3 separate regions of the Rattus norvegicus genome follow, and regions 1 and 2 are each linked to region 3. Evidence: chromatin contacts called from public Hi-C data. All regions are on one chromosome and are shown on one strand. Each heading gives the region's core, a stretch centred on a gene start, on an enhancer-like site or on the middle of the called end of the contact. The rest is flanking DNA. Distances are from core to core; before and after follow the strand shown.

What was found. A called contact is a pair of places that touch in the nucleus more often than the background predicts.
Region 1: a contact with region 3 is called in a Hi-C map of liver, with 2.7 times the contacts expected there. The contact joins the promoter of Tada3 here to the promoter of Mtmr14 in region 3. A contact is called at or near these places in 2 of 12 Hi-C or Micro-C datasets (Schwann cells and liver).
Region 2: a Hi-C map of the A7r5 cell line shows a contact between it and region 3, with 4 times the contacts expected there. The contact joins the promoter of Thumpd3 here to the promoter of Mtmr14 in region 3. A contact is called at or near these places in 4 of 12 Hi-C or Micro-C datasets (the A7r5 cell line, Schwann cells, mammary epithelial cells and 1 more).

What each region holds. Positions count from the first base shown.
Region 1 is chr4:148,075,543-148,080,009 of GRCr8, reverse strand. It overlaps Tada3 (transcriptional adaptor 3), which reads left to right and starts at 2,690. Exons shown (of 9, transcript NM_001025734.1): 1 at 2,690-2,977; 2 at 4,398-4,467. The coding sequence starts at 4,416. Arpc4 (actin related protein 2/3 complex, subunit 4) reads right to left here and starts at 2,111. Exons shown (of 6, transcript NM_001106615.2): 1 at 2,079-2,111. The coding sequence starts at 2,081.
Region 2 is chr4:147,739,342-147,743,832 of GRCr8, reverse strand. It overlaps Thumpd3 (THUMP domain containing 3), which reads right to left and starts at 2,545. Exons shown (of 10, transcript NM_001170548.1): 1 at 2,510-2,545; 2 at 1,171-1,457. The coding sequence starts at 1,425. It overlaps LOC102548337 (a long non-coding RNA gene), which reads left to right and starts at 2,516. Exons shown (of 4, transcript XR_010065901.1): 1 at 2,516-2,696.
Region 3 is chr4:147,939,646-147,944,054 of GRCr8, reverse strand. Mtmr14 (myotubularin related protein 14) reads right to left here and starts at 1,433. Exons shown (of 19, transcript NM_001107880.1): 1 at 1,162-1,433. The coding sequence starts at 1,317.

The sequences.
Region 1 (4,467 bases), core at 1,441-3,940, 130 kb before region 3:
TGAGGATCACAAGGGCTGACTGAGGGCCAAGTATAAAATTAACTAGGCTTAAAAATAGTCTATACTGTCTAAAGAAATTGTTTTTCACCACATACAGATCAGGATGATTTTACAATGAGAAAAAGTAGAACCCAGACATTCTCAGCAGAGTGGATGAGGTCAGCTATAATGGCCAGCTGCATTGTCTCGGTCAAGTTTTCTCTCCCCTCAGGGCCTATCACATGCCGAGAGGCATCATCTTCAGGCTTTCCTCCTCCTTACTTAGGTCAGTCTCTCAGAGATCAGCTCAGTAGAGAAGGCCTCTTCCTTCCTCAAAATGGCCTTGTGGACTTCCCCCGCAATGCATTTGTTATAGGTTATGGTATGTTCACTTTACATATAATTCACAACAGAATGCCATGTAGTTTGTCAAATAAGATTTCCTTTACTAGTTTGTAACTCTCACGGTCTACAGACGTTAACTTTAATTCAGTCATGCAGGTTGTAACCAGCTCAGTACCTCCTTCCTATACATAGTGTCATACAAATTTTCTGTAGTGTAAATGAACTAACCTAAGCAGGGCTGGATTTACACAAAAGAGCATTAAGACTTCCCAAGTGGTAACGAGTGAAGGTTTCTGTGTGTGAGAACTGCTTTCAATCACACGGAGCAAGCAGGCTGCAGTGGTGGGCTGGGATAAAACCCTAGACAGTCTAGAATGCTTTCCACTGAGTTTCTCTCTCAATGTAGCGGGAAGCATTGGGACTTTCTGAGGAGGAAGTCACAGGACTACAGCTACACGGAGGCTCTCTGGAGAATGGAATGGAGAGGGAAGTGAGACTTGTGGCAGAGAAGAGGCACAGAGTATAAGCTCTGTGCGGCAGCAGAGACAAGCACAGCAATCACAGGGGCAGACACACATCAGACAGAGGGGAGAAGGGCTAAAAACCAACGGTCATGTAGCTCAGCAGTGGCTTCTAGCGACACCCTACAGAATCCTACTTATATGTCAACCAAGAAGAGGCAAAGCTGGAAAGGCAAAATTAGTTGTGTGGGGTGGCAAGCACCGTCGGAAAAGTGATAGACTGTTCTTTACCTCGATTGTGGCTACATGATTACCTTGTCAAAGTTCATTGAAAGAAATCCAAATTTTAGATGGCCAACCTGCACTATTTACCCTTTAGTGGCTTGAAGAAGTCGTACAATAAACTTGAATGCTTAAAAACACACAAAGCTAGCTCCTCAGCTAGACAGAAGGAAAACAGCTTTCACACTGAGGAATGAAACCAGTTAGGACCTAGGACACAGGAACAAGCTTAGAAAAGTAGACGACTTTTGAAAAAGAGGGTCTAATCTCGAAGTCTCTCCCTTGACAGTATTCACAGGAGCGCGACAAGCAGCCCAGCCTTCAGAACTCAGGTCATTAAAGCTGACCAGGGACAGCAGTAGGTAGAGACGGAACTTGCAGGGAACAACTGCACGGAACACCCACAGATACCAGAGCCGAGCATCCCCTGGAAGGGAAGGACCAGCGGCTATCAAAATTTACACACGTTAAGGTCAACACGGTACTGAACACCCAGGAAGGAGTCTGCATGGAGGCGACACAGAACCTTCACTGGGGGCTGAAAGGCAAGGCTTCCAGGAAGGCCGAGAAGGTAATAAGGTGAAGTGGACACTTGCTTTGAGGTACCATGAGACAGGCGGGGACAGGGGGCTGTACTTAGCGAATCTCTACCGTGGAGGGAGAGGAGGTCCCGTTGCATTCCTCAGCGGTCCTACTACCTCAACTGCAAGCCACCACCACAGGCCTAGCAGTCCCGTCTCCTGCCTCCTCCAAACTTCGGAGAGAGGCCATTCTTGCCCGGGATTCCCAACCTGGAAGCCTCTGGGCCTGCTCTGCCCTGGGAGAGCCTCCCAGCTCGCCCCTTCCTCCTCGCCTCGGTCCTCGCCCCACCCTTTGCCTCTCCATCCTCACTGTGCCCCCTCATCCCAGGGCAACCTCCAGTCGCAAGCCCTAGCAGCAAGCAGCATCTTCCCCAGACCCACAGCCTCTCCAGGCAAAACACAGGGAGGCCCCCAGCCCCTGGTCTCTCACCATCGCGGGCGCTGTCTGGGCCGGAAAGCGGAAGTGCGGAAGTGCCCGGCCCCGGGACGCCTGCCCTTTCCAGAGAGGCGCAGCCGCAGTCCCCGACAGCACTTCCGGGCTGGACCATCTCGGGCAGGACCAGGGAAGAAGAGCCGAAGGATGTTCAGATCTCTGAGGCGATTTCACGCTGGGACCGCTGGGACTTGTAGAAGATCTGCAGTGACATAACAGCAGTCGAGGCCCCTTGGGTCCCCACACGTATCCCTCCAGCGCCTTTAGCGCTTGGCGCTTTGGTTGTAGCCTCCCCCCGTGTGACAATAGTATGGCCCGACCTCAGGTTGGGCACCAAATTAGGACAGGCCGAACCGGAGAAGCCCGACGTTTCTTCCGGTGGTGCTCCCCTATCCTCTCCGGGCTCCTCCCATTAGCAACCCTAGGGTTCGGCCGGGTAGCCAGTCCCTTGAGATTTGAGCTCAGAGCCCCGCCCCAGCCCCGGGCTGCTTCCTAGCCCCGGTCTCCTCAGGCCTAGCATTCCACTTCCCGGAGATTCGTAGGTGGCCTTAGACCCCCCCCAGCCCCCACCCCTACAGGTCACTGTGGGCTGGCCGTGTCCCCGCCCTCGCGTCAACTGCAGGGGGCCCGCCCATAGCCAGTTCCGGAGCAGTTGCTCCGATCGCCCTGGACTCCCCGCCCCCTCCTGCGGCCCGGGGCCTGTAGGAGGCCGCAGAGAGGAGGTAGGAGAGGCGGGGGTTGTGTTAGGGGCTCCCTAGAGGACAAGGACCCTGGAGGCGGGATCTTGGGGCGACACACAGGTGGAGCCAGCCATTAAGCAGTCCCACTTCTGTGCCAGGCACTGAGCTGGGCACTTGACGAGCATCACTTCTTAATCCTCAGAACATTCCAGGGAGGTAGGTACTCTCGATGCCCCCATTTTACAGATTCCTACTTTTTAATGGGGAAATAGACTGAGGCATCATCTTTTGTCCTGGAAAAAAAAACAAACCCAAAAACCAAAACGGAGATTCAGGTTAAATAACATGTTTAGAAAGGCACATAAGAAAATGGCTGGAACTTAGTTCTGTCTGCCTAACCAGCCTGTGTTCCAAACTAGTTAGAGACATAGAGAAGGTGCAAAGGTGGAATGGAGTGAGGCAAGGAGAGGCCGGGAGAACCCCGTTAGATAGAAATGGCCCAGTATAGGAAACAGAGGACATAGGAAGGCAGAGCACACTAGTATCCCCTCTCCCTTAATGCTGCAGATTCGAGACTACAGTGGTTCAAATTGCAACTAGGAGGCCGGCCTAATCATGCAGGTTTGTACACCTAGAGACTTGGGAGGCTGAAGCAGGTGGATCATAAGTTCAAGACCTGCCTGTACAACTTATTGAGAGCCTGTCTCAATAAGAATTCATGAAAGGGGTGCTGGATGTAACTCAGTTTGGAGAATTTGTACCTAGCATGAACAAGCACTGTATAAATCAGGTGTGGTACATGCCTAGAATTCCATCTCTTGGGAGTTGGAAATAAATCCTTGGCTACACAGCTAGTTTGAGACCAACCTGGGTGCATACCTTTATCCCAGCACTCTGGCACAAGAGGCAGGTGCTTTCTGGGTGGGGGGTGGGGGAAGCTTTATGAATTTGAGACCATCCTGATCTATATAGCCAATGAGTACCAGTCCACTCAAGGCTACATGGTGAGATTTTTGTCTTCCCAAAATATAGGAGTGGGGTGGGGTCTGGAGATGTGTGAGACCCTGGCTTCATTGCTACCAAAAAAGGAAAAGACAGTAAATTGTAGCTAGGAGTCTAGGCATGGGTACATGTTTCTTATATTTTTGGTTGTGAGCCTAGCCTTTAACGGCTGAGCCATCTCTCCAGCCCGGGTACATGTTTCTTTGGAGTCTTTTTCCTTTCTTGGTCAAAAGAAAGAAAGAGACCAGGCGGTGGTGGCACACACCTTTAATCCCAGTACTCTGGAGGTAGAAGCCAGGTGGATCTCTGAGTTCAAGGCCAACCTGGTCTACAGAGTGTGTTCCAGGCCAGCCAGAGTTGTTACACAGAGAAACTCTGTCTATAAATAAATAAATAAATAAATAAATAAATAAATAAATAAATAGCATGGGAAAAGACCCCTGCTTAAGGTTATATGCATAATTCAGGCATAATCCAGTGAAGTAAGTCTGGCTTGGTGTACTGTCAGGCTCTGAACAGGAGCTTTGCCACCGTCCTTATCTATGAGGGTGCTAAAGCCTGGTGTCTTTGTTGAATCTCTCCCCATGCTACTTTGTCTCCTACCCAATGGCCTCCTCCTCCTCTAATTTTCCAGGGTCCCATCTCCTGGGCCATGAGTGAACTGAAGGACTGCCCATTGCAGTTTCATGACTTCAAATCTGTGG
Region 2 (4,491 bases), core at 1,296-3,795, 200 kb after region 3:
GGGGAAGGGAAAGTGGTAAACACAAGTGGGACTTTATCATACTTCTCTGGTTTCTTTTGGATATATACTGCAGGGATGAAGACCATGGATCTGAAAGCTGGATATACCAGTACATGCCTACAATCCCAGCTTTTTGGAGGTACAGCACCCTCAAGCTGTATGGTGAAATTCAGGCCAACTTGCCTACATCAGACTCTGTTTCAACTCCTACCTCTCCCCCACAAAAGAGAAACCACATACAGTTTAAGTTCTAGTTCTGTGATAGCTGAATTACTACAGGCAAACTACTTTTCTTCTTAAGCCTAATGATTGGTGACAATAGTGCCCAATCTTCATAAAACTGCTGAGGACATCAAGAAAATACTTGCTTACTAACAAATACCACAAGTATTGTGTGGGCACCTACTATATGTTATATGCTACTAGCTTGGGATACACTAGCAACACAAAACCTAAAGAGTCTCCAGATGATAATCCATGCCCTATGTCACTTGTGTTAATGAGAAATTTGGTAGCTTTTGTTTCAATGGGATGACAGTTTGCTAACCTTTGCTTCTCACCTGTAATCATGAATAATTACTTTTGATCAAGAATGTCTATGAAGGGGCTGGAGAAATGGCTCAGTGGTGAAGAGCACTGACCGCTCTTTCAGAGAACCCAGGTTCAATTCCCAGCACCTACACTGCAGCTCACAACTGTCTGTAACTCCAGTTCCAGAGGATCTGATACCCTCACATAAACATACGTTCAGGCAAACACCTATGCACATAAAATAAGAAGAAAAATCTTAAAAAACACAACAAAACGAAACCAATGTCTTTGACATGGATGAAAAGGAAAACCTCAGCTTTTATACTTACCCAGACTTCTGCTAAAGTAAATTTACGTACCATAGATAATGATATATATTTCATTTCAGTAAATAAGTCATCAGGAAATGCTGCGATCACTTCTAAACCATAGTAAACTAACACTAAAATGCACTAAACTGAATACACGTGATAAAGACATTATAAACACCAATACAGTCAATTTCACAAAGCAGTACACAATGGAAAATGCAGATACTTTAAGCAGAACAAAGTAAAGGATTCCCAAGGGGGGTCTATAAACCAGAAAAGTAATCATAAAGTAACCAAGTTAAAAGATTAAGTAATGTTTCGTTCAGACCTGAGCCAGACTTTCCACTGCAATATCAAAATATATCTTGCCCCGGTCTTTGCTGATTCTGCAGGATGACTTCAATTTCTCTCTCACTTCATCTGCAGCTGTTTGCTCAAACCCAGTAGGTACAGTGGCTCCAATGGTGACTTGGAGATGCTCAGACTCACTTCTGATGCCACTTTCTATCAAGGGCACCGGCTTCTTGTTCTCATGAAGGTTCATATCCAAGTGTTCTCTGGTAGCTTCTTGAGTGTCAGACATGATGGAAATGTTTCTAAAAGGTCTAACGGTTTCTAAAGGCAATACAGAAAAGAAAAAAGAAAAAGAATGCAGTCTCTTTTTATATTTCAATGTACGTACCAGAGTTAAAACTGTCATATAAATAAGGGCATGGATTACAGGCAATAAAACGTGATTAAACAAGCAATATACAGACTCATCAGGAGAAAAGACAAATCAAGAGTATTTCCACTGCATGCAGTACTTGGCTTAGGGTCATCTGTGTTGGTAAGCACCATCTTACACGTGCTAACATGAAAACAGAAGCTCCTGTATTGTCCTTTCAGCTTAGCAGTTCAGAATGTGAGGCGGTGGTGGTTCAGAGTTATGAGTTCTTGCCTACCACACTCCCAGGTTCAAATGACCCTAAAGCAAGTTAACCCTGCCTAGATTTGAACTGGAAACTAAATAGAACTCTTTCCCAAAGTTGGAAGGTTTTAATGAGAATAACACAGTAGTTCTAGACTAATGATCAAAACTTTTACTGTATTGGGGTGAGGTATTTATCCCACTCCCCCCGCCCCCCCCCCCCCGTATAGTCATGTGGGCAGTGACTTCCACTATCGAAACAAGATCTGAAAGCCTACTACATGGCGATGCTGAGATCCAATAATGTGCATTCCGGGGAGATCTTGGAAATATCTGAAGCTAGTAAAACGGTCTTCCTGTATGAATGTGTATGTAGGTCGAAGGGGCTGGATAGGTGTTACCGTGATGGAGGGTCCACACCTCCCACTAGATTTTCAAAAGCGTTGTGACTTAAGCTAACATCTTCTCTGTCCCTATGCTGTGCAAAAGACAGGACACAGAGGTTAAGGCGATTACACTGTGTCACTGTTCACCACTGTGAATGGAACTCCTACAGACAGGTAGGAGGATTGTGCGGACTGGAGGGAAATGTGCTTCTCACTCCCATCCTCGGTGAAGCCAGCCAGAGGCCAGACACTCCATCCTGGCACCGACCTACATAAAACTGTTGCTGTCCTCCCCTCCATCCCACCCACCGGGCCACTCCCACCCGCGGCCAGTTACCCGCTGCAAGCACAGACCCTTCCGGTCACCGCACCTGCGGGTTCAGCGCGCTCAGGGCACGCCGCCGGAAGCCACGTTGTCACCCCGGAAACGGAAATCAGGCCTTGGGGGTCAGGGTGCTCCCGCGCACGGCGTGGGCGAGTGTGCGCGTAAAGTTGTGCGCAGTTGGTTGCACTCTGAACCGGAACAGGAAGAGCGGCCGGCCGGTCCCCTGCCCGGAGGTAACCTCTGCGGAGGGCGCTCTCGTAGGGATCGCTGCATCATTTGTTGAGTTGCCTTTGCCTTAAGTAGCGAGCATTTGGATGAGACTGGGACTTGATTCCTTTTTTAAGGCCAGAGAAACCGAGTCTAAAGAGATTCTTTTCCCCCCCACACTCATTTTGCACAAAACTTTTTACTTGGAATTTGTTTTTTGAGATGGACGTCTCACTATGCAGCTCTGACTGGCCTGCTCGCCATGTCGACCAGGCTGTCCTGGAAATCACAGATATCCTTTGTTTGACTCGAGAATGCTGGGATTACAGGTGTGTGCCACCATACCCGACTTGATTTCTGAAAGGGCCAGCAAGCTGGGCTGTGACTAGAGTACAGCCAGAGCCTAGTCTGTGGTTTTCAAACTGCTTTTTTTATGTTGGCAGTTATTACACTATTTCATGTTTTTCCTTGTATTTCGAAGGTTATGTTTCATATATTTTAGTTACATTTACTTCATGTGTGTGGAGGGAGCTTGTGTGCCACACCTGAGGTCACAGGACAATTGCAGAAGTTGGTTCTCTTCCGCCATGTGGGTGCTCAAGTAATCAGGATTGGTAGCAAGTGCCTTTACCATCTAAGACGTCTCACCAGCCCCAAATGTAACATTTTAAAAGAGGCAACTTATAACACAACAAAAAGAGACAGCCGAATTTAAGAGGGAAAAAGCGATGGTGAAGAGATGGCTCAGTGATTAAGGCCTGCTCTTCCATAGAATTAAAGTTTGGTTCCCAGCCCTCACCCACATCAGGCTGCTCACAATGCCTGTAACTTCAGTTCAGGGGATCTGACGTCCGAGTCTGGCTCCAAGGGCACTGCAACACTGCGTGCATGATGCAAACATTCTCTCTCTGCCTCTCCCCTCACCTCACCAAATTTTTTCTTTTAGTTTTAAGTTTCAGTGGTGGCAGCAGCTATAGAGGCATGGAGCCACGCTGTCCTTATCAGCAGGGACAATGAGAAAGTTAAAACTAGATCCTTGCCTTGGATGCAGTGAGAAGGCTTGGAACCAGCCAGTATAACACAGTGTTGTAGTTTACTTAAAAAAAAAAAAAAAAAAAAGAGGTCTGACATAGATGGCCCAGCAGGTAAAAGGTGTCTGTCATCAAGCCTCACCCATTCTGGTCACCAATTCTGGTCACCCTGAATTCCATCCCCAGGACCCACATTGTGGAAGGAGAGAACAGGCTCCCATAGGTGGCCCCTGACCTCCACAAGTGTGCCACGAGAACCTTACCTTCATAAATAGATGTTTGGGGAGAGGGTGGAAGCCAGATAGTGAGGCGTACACCTTTAATCTCAGCACTTGAGAGGCAGAAGCAGGTGAATCTCTGAGTTCGAGACCAGCCTGGTCTACAGAGTGAGTTCCAGGACAGCCAGGGCTACACAGACAGGAAAAAAAGAAGGAAGGGGAAAAAAAAAAAAAGCTGGAGAAATTGCTCAGCAGTTAAGAGCACTGACTGCTCTTCCAGAGGTCCTGAGTACAATTCCCAGCAACCACATGGTGGCTCACAACCATCTGTAATGAGATCTGATGCCCTCTTCCGGCTATCTGGTGACGGTGTACTCAAATACATTAAATAAATAAATCTTTCAAAAAAAAGTCCCGGGTTAAAAAACAAAACAAAAAAAGTAAAGAGCACCTGGAAGCATGGTGTAGGCCTCTCAAAAAAGAGCAAACTTCATTAAAGACAGTGTTAGCATAGGAAGCCTAGGGCATCTCAAATGGAAAAGAAAGCTTTTACCTTTATTTTTCATAAATGA
Region 3 (4,409 bases), core at 184-2,683:
AACCCATCCTGGGATAATGACTGTGAGGCCAAGCCAGAGCCACAGACAAAAGACCATGCTTCAAAACACAAGATTGGTGATGTATCTCAGCTGGTAGAATGCTTGCCTGGCATGCATAAAAACCTGTGTTCAGTCTCCAGTACCGTATAAACCAAGCATGAAGGTAAACACCTGTAACCCCATCCCCTAGAAGTGGAGACAGGAGGATCAGAAGTGTATGACTGGCCTTGTTTGGATAAGTTAACAAATTTCTGCCTCCCCAGAAATTGTGATTAAAGAGAATCTAAGACCAGAAATCTTTGTGTTTAACAAGAGCTCCAAATGATGCTAAGTATAATCTGAAAGGTACTTGGTCATCTGGTGAGATAACACAACATCATTACTGATCTGTCTTAGGTTACCTCAGAGATTAATAGAAGATGCTCCCCTACAGCATGTCCCAGCCCCTAGGTAACCTCTGGGGCAATGCCAGTTTCATAGCCCAGTATAGGTAAAGCTGTCACACTGGGAAGAGAAAAGGGTAGGGTCTTCCAGTGCTGGGGTGAGTATGCTTCAACCACACCAGAAGCTTTCTTCTCAGGCCTGGTGATTAGGGCAGAGGGAAATTCCCAGGGTGGGGGGACAATGACAGGGACTTCTTTCTGATAAAAAGGAACAGAAAGGAGTGTGGGTTGTCTTATTGCTCTACAGGAAAGGAAAGGGAAGGGACTAAGTCATGCTGGCACCTTATATGGAGGTGACACACTCCGCTGTTCTCTGGGCTCCATAATGCCATATTACTTCAGGCACCTATTCTGATCTTGAGGGGTTTGCCTTTTTTTTTTTTTTTAACCTATTGGTAACACCTCCTAGGCTTACGAAGAGTAGTAGTCTTCTCTAGTTCCTATTGTCTAACCTTTGCACCTGGCCCACAACTCCGACCCTTGACCTCCAAACCCCTTGTCTAAAACACCCCCCCCCCAAGCCCACAAAGAGCCTGGGTCCTCCTCTTTGATGTTAAGCTGGATCCTTACTCTCCAAGTCCACATCCTGGATAAGGTTCCTCTCCTGTGCCTTTACAAGGAGGTCTCCTTCCAGCTCTCCTCCCATCCCTAATCACAGTCTTCCCTCAGTAACTCAGGCCAGGGACCAGTTCCAGGTCGTTGCACCTCTGGGGCTCACCTTAGAGCCGCTCTTCCCGCCGCTGTCCTTGGCACGGTACTGAGTCCGGGAGAACTCCTCCAGCAGCTCCCAGAGCCCCGGCTCCTGAGGCGGCGGGCTGCCTGAAGAGGCAGTGGAACCCGCCGAGGCGGCGGCGGCGGCCCGAGCACCCGCCATGCACAGCCTCAAGTCCCCTCAGGGCGCCTTCACCCAACCCATGGCACCTGAAGCTCGGACTCGGGCTCTAAAACCTCCTGAACCGACTCAGCCGCCGCCTTCTTCTTCCACTTCCGGCCCCGCCCCACCTCTCCGGATGTTTACTCCTGCCGCGGCCAATCAGAGACTGGAGTTCGTGCCCGGCCCACAGGTTCCCGGCCCACCCCTGACGCGGAGGGATCCAAATGGCCTCACGGCGGGGGCCGCGCTCCGCCCAAGGGGTTTCCCCCGGGGAAGCCGGGCTAAACCACTACGGCTGCGGGAGGGGGAACGGCAGGAACCATTGGAGCGAGGAGAGGAAGGAACCGCCAGAGGCCTGAGTTAGTGCTCACAACCAGAAGAGCTGCAAGAATTAAAACTGCGTTTCAAACAGCACTTTTCTTCCGCTGCTGTTATGGACGTCCCTGCCAGTATAGCGTGGCCCATCATCCTATTTATTGAGGAAGGTGTTTGAAAAAATGCCTTCTTTTTAAAAAAAATTTTAAAAGGATTTTCTAACAGGTGCCAGTAGGCAAACGCTGGAGGATGAAGCATGAGAATCAGGCTTTTGAGACTAGCCTAGACCACACCTTAAATTTTTTTTTTAAATGTTTACAAAAATGTAGATAATAGAGTAATGTTCTTTCATTTTTCTATTAGCTGCTTTCATCATTAATCAACACATGCTGATCTCCTGCTCAATGCTTCCCTGTCTAGGGAATTATATTTTATTTGTGTATTGGGCTGTTGTTTGTTTTGTTTGTTGTGGGAAATTATTTGTGATATAGCCAAGGCTAGCCTTGAACTCCTGACTCACCTGCCTCCACTTTTCCTGTGTGGAGAATCTCAAATGTCAGTACAACCCCCCTAGAAGGGTTAGTTTCAGAAGATAATGTGTGCTGTCTGCCTCCAAGTATCACTGTTGGGAGAGAAGGGGTCAAGGCCTCTCAATATTGTATATCTGAGGTAGAATTGCCCACATGGCCATCAGTCAGACAGTCGGTTAAGCTATAACTTACGTTCTAAGAAAACACTCAAAACAAAACTAATGCTATTGAGACATAGTAAGTTAGCATTGTTTCTTAATTAAAATATTCATTTTCTTAGATTTGCAAAGAAATCTAAGTGACACAAACCACAACCCCCACTGATTGTCAGTCACTCCTCATGTTCAATTAGGTGATCTTTGTCCTGAGTTCTAATACTGTAAATTAGTTTTCCCTTTTGAGCAGGATGGTCAAATAGAATCGAAATATGCATTTTTAATATTGTTTAGTCATGTCCTCTAAACTGTGATGATTATTCTTTCTTACAAACTTGGGAAAGGGATCTTCAATTGAGTAATGGCCTCCACCAGACTGGCCTCTGGGCATGTCCGTGGGGCATTTTCTTGATTGCTAATTGATGGAGAGGGAGGTGTCAACTTTGGAGAGGTGGCCTGGGTTGTGGATGAAAGCTGGCTGAGCAAGCCACAGGGAACAAGCTGGTAAGCAGTGTTTATTTCTCCACGGCCTCTCCTTCAGTTCCTGCCTGCAGGTTCCTGCTTGAGTTCCTGTCTTGCCTGATGGTCCTCGATCATGGGTTGTGACATGACAGTGTGAGCCCGGTAAACATCTTCTCAGGTTGTTTTGTTTTTTACCATAGCGACAAAAGTAGAACATACATAATGTCTTGACGACTTTCCTAGCCAGTCACAATGGACTTTCCTACACCTGTGATTGCAGCCTTCAGAAAGCTGAGGCAAAAGATAAAGGACCAGCTACACTACTAATGTAAGACTCACTCTCAAAAAATCTGTTGCTATCAGTTATTTTGTAGATATTTTTGGTAAATACACAGCCGTGTGTGTGTGTGTGTGTGTGTGTGTGTGTGTGTGTGTGTGTGTGTGTGTAATGCTATCTTACTAGCCCTACTAACTGGGCTTTTATAAAAAAAGCAACCATCTTCCCTCCCACCCTTCTTCCATTCCACAGGGTCTTATGTAGCCCAGGATGGCCCCAAGGTCCCTGTGAAGCTGAGGATCACACGTCTCTGCCTCTACCTCTTGAGTAGATACAACGTGTACTAACATGCCTAGTTTAGCAGTGCTGGAGACCTTTGCAACTCAAACCTAAGGCTTGAATAAGATAGGCAAACATTCTACCATCTGAGCTCCACATAGCTCCTCTTTTAATTTTGGTAACAGAATCTCACTATATTACCAAGACTGGCAATAGACTCTGGAGCTCCAAGAATCTTCCTGCCTCAGTCTCTAGGTAAGAATAGAATCTGGCCAAAAGTCAAGCTTATCAGGTTGAAATATAGAATACATACTTATGAATACACACCCACTTTAGTTGTGACTGTTGACAAAGTATAAAATCCTCATTCGGAGATGCTGAGCATTTATGTCACCCCAGAAAGCACCCTAATCCTCTGCCGGTTGGCCTCACTCAGCTCCACCTCCAGAAGGCCACTGATTCGCTTTCTGTCACTAGACATTCCTATAAATGGAATCAGACAACGTGTCCTCTCCTGCATCTGGCTTCTTGGGCAGAGTTAATTTTGGTTTTAATTTGCATATCCCTGATTAATGAAGCTGATCACCTTTTCCATATTTATTGCTGATTTGAATATTCTCTCTTGGGTGCTTGTAAACATCTTTTGCCCACTTTTCTTTCCTCCTCCCCTCCCCTCCCCTCTTCATTTTGCTTTCTTTGGGGATCATGGGCATAGACTCGCTATGCATCCCCAGGTTGGCCTGGAATTCACTGTGTAGTCCTGGACAGGAAATGCCTCTCTCTCCAGCATTCAGGAGGTTGAGGCAAGAGCTCGAGACGTAAGGCCTGCCTGGGATACCCAGTGAGTTCCAGGCTAGCATTCAGGTGCCATCATGTCTAATTCCCCACTATTTTCTTTCTTTTTTTTTTTCTTTTTTTTTGGAGCTGGGGACCGAACCCAGGGCCTTCCGCTTGCTAGGCAAGCGCTCTACCACTGAGCTAAATCCCCAACCCCGCTCCCCACTATTTTCAAAACTTGACTTAAAAGTATTTTTGAAATGGGGTTTCATGTATATGAAACTTGATAATCTTGAA